2 separate regions of the Rattus norvegicus genome follow, and region 1 is linked to region 2. Evidence: chromatin contacts called from public Hi-C data. All regions are on one chromosome and are shown on one strand. Each heading gives the region's core, a stretch centred on a gene start, on an enhancer-like site or on the middle of the called end of the contact. The rest is flanking DNA. Distances are from core to core; before and after follow the strand shown. Region 1 has its middle 180 kb from the start of Etv1. Region 2 holds the start of Etv1 (ETS variant transcription factor 1).

Region 1 (2,770 bases), core at 180-2,679, 180 kb before region 2:
CATTTTCCTCCAAATATAGCTGTTTCCACGTGTACGGCTGTACTCTCAATAGCCACTCTTTCTCCATCCACATAGCACATGCACCCTTGAACCCTGCCAGGCTGTGATCACCAGATAATTTTCAGCTGCGAGCCCATAGTTTTTTATTTTAATCTAGGAAGTTATAAAAATAACAATACTACATCACTTTCTAACTCACAAAGCAGCGTTAGTCTTTTGCTTTCTAATTCCTTTCGTTTCTCTTTTATAAGCCTGCCAAGGCTGTGGCTTTTGTTCGCCTTCCATATTTAATCAAAGCAACCAATGCTGAGAATTTTTACAGGGAATTTAATTTGATCAGTTTTGAAACATTTATTTATTCCATATGGCATTTAAAGCAACTGAATTATTATGTTACAGAGACTAGATGAGAACTTAGGGGCGGCGGGAGGGGGGTCAGGTATACACAAACCAGAAAATCAAGGAGCAGTTTCGTCAGAAAGAGCTCTTGTGAAACAGAAATGAACAGAGTTCACAAGAACAAGAAAAAAAAAATTACACGACAATTTTGCTGAATCTGAAATAAGCAACACAAGGCTCCTTAGTTCAGGAGTTAATTTAGACTTACACTTCATTTGGCAGTGGCCTTGTGTTTCGATCCGTGTTAGCACCATGTTAAGAGCCATGCGGTGGGGCCCTGTGACTGGTAAGTGGCACCGTAGAGCCTACATTAGTGATGAGGAATGAGATAAGGGGGCAGAAGTGGGGAGAGGCTAAGTGGCCTAGTTCAGTCTGCCTGCACTTTGCACCGATTCAAGGAGAATCTGGTTATTAATGATTATTCAAGAAACAGACATACTATAGAATGTTGTCTAATCTATAAAGTGTGGTATCTTTTTTTTCTTCTATAGCTGCATACTTGTAGAAGCTCTATTAGAGCTTGGCATTTTGGCATAGCTGAAACTATTTCCCTATATCAAAACAAATAAACTAACAGGAAATAGGAGGGGGGAGAATTTGTTAAAGAAACACAAAATCCCAAATCTGGTCATCCAACATTGCCTTAAATCCACTAACTCATATATGATTGGAGTGTTAACTTATATACGAGTAGAGTTTTTAAACCAATGTGAGTTATAATTTGTAGTGGGATTTTTGCTGGTTGGTTGTTGACATTTTAACAGCAGCAGAAAAAATTCTAATACATTAGTACAGATGCCAAAAATATAAATATAAAATTCTGTGAGGAGTCTTCCACTGGGGCCAGGAGGGTGCTGTGGTTAGGAACGAAAACAATCTGCCTAGCCCTGAATCACGCTCCTAGGAAAGCCTGCGGGAAAGGCCATCGCTTAGAATATATGTTACAAATCTATGGTAACAGATATTTTAGCCAGTTAAGAGCACTGCTGCAGTTTGCAGGCTCTCTGGGTTCCAGGCGTGAGTCATGCTTCCTGTTCAGCACACAGACAGAGCCTCTGTTTGAGGCTTCGTTATTTGGTAACAGAATGGCAGCAGAATGGTTCTGTGGCAGTGAGCTGGAAGCAATCACATTTACTGGGCTTACACGCATGAGAAATGCAAATAGGTTTCATCTGCAGGGATATGGGTTGGTGGCTTGACTCAAACAACTTCATACTCTTAGGAAGAAGGAAGTTAAACCGCAGGCTTAATCCTTGACTAAACCTTGAGGTATTCCTTACCACAAATTAGAAAATTGAAACCAAAACGGGTTCGGCCCTTCCAAAGCCAAGGAGCTCAGCTCTTACTTCAGAGCCTGTCAAACCCATCACATTGGATCCTTGTTAGGGCAGAGCCATCACACCATGTGTGCCTGCTATGGGAACAGAGACTTGGTGGCAATAAAGCTTGAAGAGACAACAGGGAATTTCAAATGACAAGAACGGTGAGGACTTCATATCTGCAAGTAGTATTCCTACAAGTGTTCCTTGCTGGCCAACTGCCAACTCAAAAACAAAATGTATCCCCATGGAACATGTGCAGTATTTTCTCTGGAAATTATTGCCTAAAGAATACAGTACTGAAACTATATTTATAGCACCTATAGCACCATCACTGTGTTAGTTATTCTAAATAGTCTAGGGATGACTTGAAGGAAATTGAGGGAACACATCGGTTGTACGCAATGTTATATTATTACATACAAGGGACTTCGGAATTAGTGGATTTTGATATCCATTGGAGTCATTGAGTCAGTCCCTCTGGAATAGAGACAATGTCATTACTGAATGTCTCCATGTAACTACAGGAGATCTTCTTACTTTCTGAAGACAGCTATTAATCTGAAAACTTACTAGCTTTACTGTTGTAAGATTCACTTATTATAAAGTTAAACATTGTTGCTCCAGAAACATATAACAAAAGTAGAGGAGAGGATTCACCAATGACATTTTATACACAAGGTTCCCTGCCAATTACAGATACTAGCAATGATGCCAATACTTTAGATATCAAGAGAAGGGCTAGACGACAGTTCGGTAATAGAGAACTTGCTGAGTATGAGATCCTAGGTCTCAAATACCACTAAAATATCCCCTCCCAAAAAAACATCAACAGCAAAAATGAAAGCAGGAGAGGGCTGTGCCTTAAACTTAGTTTATATGAATGTTTTATTTTAATTCTACCTCTTATCAAGGTAAAATGTTTTAAGAAATCTTGCAACTATTTTTCAACTCTTCTTCATATAAGAAAAACAGTCCAGAGAACAGTAGTTCTTTATAGTTTAAGAAATAAGTGATTTGAAATGAAGGGGTAGAGAATAATTCAATAATTA
Region 2 (2,797 bases), core at 297-2,796:
AGCCAGATCTCTGTTAATGAATTTTCTTTTCCTGACATTTGTTGGTTTCTCGGTACAGTTTCTCCCACGCTGACTCTACAAAGGGAAAGATAAAATCCTTTAAAAGAATATAAATCTCAGATGTCACACATTAAAAAAAAAAAAACAAATCATGCATACATAACTTAAGCCTACTGGATCCTCTCTCTGAGTGGAAAAAAAAAAGTTTATAGGAGAACTCCAATATGTATTGTCTGACTTTGACAGTAAAATCTCAAACTGAGAGTTTAACAGCGAGGGAGAGTTGCTTCCCAGAGCATGTCATAACACTCCTGCTTATCCTCATCCTAGTTACACGTAATCTCAGCATCAAAACATTAAGCTAAAACACTTAATTTTTTTTTAACTGAATCAACTCCAGATTAACAGTGAATTCCATTCTCTCAGACAGCACCCCCCACCCGCAGTAAAAGAAGTCAAAGGAAAACTGGGGAAAGTGAGAAAATGAGAAAGGGGAAGAAAACGCCCAAGACACCCCATGTAAACAAAAAATTGTCAGCATTTGTCTCAACTTCGTTCTTTTCAATGTGGCAGATAAACCCAGCCACAAACTTTGAGTGCAGCTGCTGCTGCCCTCCGTCTCCTCTTGCACTCATCGTGGACACATTAACCAGAAGAAGGGGTCTTAAAACAAAACTGTGCCTTATCCGAATCACTCAAAGGTAAGCTCATTTTGTAGATAGGGCTTCTAGAAGCAGAGTCGCCCTACAGTGGCAACAAAGCAGATAAAGTGTCTGCAGTCCCAACCCCCTGCCCCCTCCCTTCGCATCTCTCGCTCTCCCCACCCCCGTCCGAGTCAAGTTTATAAACAGCAACTTTCGAACTGAGCACTCACGTTGGTGACCACGTAAGGCACTTGCTGGTCATAAAATCCATCCATTCTGCTCCTCTTCTCAAATACTAGCTCAGTGTTTTATATTTTGAGCATTTAGCTGCAGATTTCCTCGGGATCTGGACTTCTATCAACCTAGAGGGGAACAAGATGGCTTTTAGGCTTTAAAAAATCATGAATGAAGCTCTTGCATTTGCATAGCTAATTACCCTCGACAGCCCCATTCACAAAAATAACCCTCCCCTACGCCGCCTTCTTCACCTGGATCCAAAGAGAGCCAAGAGAGTTCACAATTTACATACTTTCGGTCCTATCAAATATCCTAACAAGAGACGATGTATTTATTTACACCCTGGATGTTCCCTGCTCGGTCAGTGTGCCCCAGGCAGCTCTGATTCGCAAACGTGTGCAAAACTAGCAATGGCGATCAACGAGACTTGCTTTTCACCTAACGGGACTAAAGAGACGGAGATACCTCTTTCATAAGAATAGTTTTTGCAACCCACAGCCATGCAATTATCTGGAGAGACATAAAAAGTTGTTGGAAATACCCACCTGAAGGCCACGCTAGGCGAACGGCTGCAAAAAATTCCCTCCAAATTTAATAAAAACATTAATTATTGCCCAGCACTTCCCCTTGGAAGCCGAAAGCGCCTCTGACAGAGCTGAATTCGGTGGTTTTTCCTCTACTTCTCCTCCAGGGGCCTCCAATCCAAACTGATGGATCGCTGCCTCCCATTGGCTCCACGTCTCTTTCACAAGATCAGATTTCGGGCTGTCAATCAGGCAGCTTTTGGCCCCTTCCCTAGAGTCTCCCGCACCCCTATTCCTATGCGACCACTCTGGGAGAAGTCTTAGGTCCGCACCCAAGAAAAACCACCGAGGAAACCCACTTCCTTCCTAACTCGCTGTTTTGGTTAAGACCGGAGGGATTCTGAAACCTAGTGTACTGAGTCAACCAGCTCTCATTCCTATCGTTGTTTGATCCATTATTATTAGGCCGATGTCCTTAAAGCACTGTCGTAGAGGTTCGGGTACACATTAAATGTCCACAATCTCCTTTCTCTACTTCTGACCAGGAGTCCACCCACCACGCGCTCCAGCCTTCCTCCCCAGCAGCTTTCGGTCCAAGCTATTTTTTTTTTCATTTTTTTTCAACACTAATCACCACTATAATAGGGCTTATAAGATTTTTCTTTTAATACATCTTCAACAAAAACGATCTCCTTTCGTCAGTTCCACATGAAAACATTGTAATGAAAGCAAGGGAGAGGTGGCGCTGGAAGAGAGGATCCGGAGGAGTACGTAGCAGTGTGGGCGAGGAAAGTATAAAAATCAGATTCACCCGGGAGAGTGCTGAGAGGAAATAAACCTCCAGTGGGCCACAGAGGGGTGGGGGAGGACTTGGTAATTCAGATGCCCCCCTCCCGCCCCCTTCTCCCCCCCACCCCTGTCCCCGCCGTTTCCGGAGCTTTTGTTATGTATACAGAGAGGCGGAGGGTGTCACTTACTGTACTTGAGGATTTCACTTCTTCCAACCAGAAGTTGGGGGGAGAGCAGGGAGGGCTCGGGTTACAAGGACAATGATGGGACGTTTGGAAACGAGAATGTCCCTGAAGCTGCCTGCCCATAGGGCTTAGTTCTGTTGCGTCCCCTTTGCAGCCGCTGTCCTACCAAGGGTTGGAGGCCAGAGAGGGGCGGGGCGGGGGCTTCACAGTTCTGAAAGTCACTTAGACCCTGGCGGTGACCAGAACTGGGGACTAAAGGACTTTTCCAGCAGCTGTTTAGCCCCGTTGAACATTGTGCTGCAGTTCTCAATTTCTATTTGAAAGTTTCTTTCCTTAAATGGAACATGGTGGAAACATCAAAATGGGAGCGTGCGCGCCTGGCACTCCAGCCTCGCGGAGAAAGAGCGTGGTTTATGAC

What was found. Hi-C and Micro-C count contacts between places; a contact is called where the count stands out from the background.
Region 1: a Hi-C map of the A7r5 cell line shows a contact between it and region 2, with 2.2 times the contacts expected there. The contact joins the enhancer-like site here to the promoter of Etv1 in region 2. A contact is called at or near these places in 2 of 12 Hi-C or Micro-C datasets (the A7r5 cell line and the Rat2 cell line) and 1 of 1 datasets of contacts at active chromatin or transcription factors (oligodendrocytes).

Annotation. Positions count from the first base shown.
Region 1 is chr6:61,493,075-61,495,844 of GRCr8, reverse strand. No RefSeq gene overlaps it. Among named protein-coding and RNA genes, the nearest start is that of Etv1, 180 kb to the right of the region's middle. Within about 2 kb of position 1,429, at least 33 of the 93 cell types and tissues checked have an H3K27ac peak or open chromatin away from gene starts, as enhancers often do. A contact at or near this core is called in the A7r5 cell line, where this site is marked.
Region 2 is chr6:61,317,115-61,319,911 of GRCr8, reverse strand. It overlaps Etv1 (ETS variant transcription factor 1), which reads right to left and starts at 1,546. Exons shown (of 13, transcript NM_001163156.3): 1 at 1,427-1,546; 2 at 875-1,006; 3 at 1-75. The coding sequence starts at 919.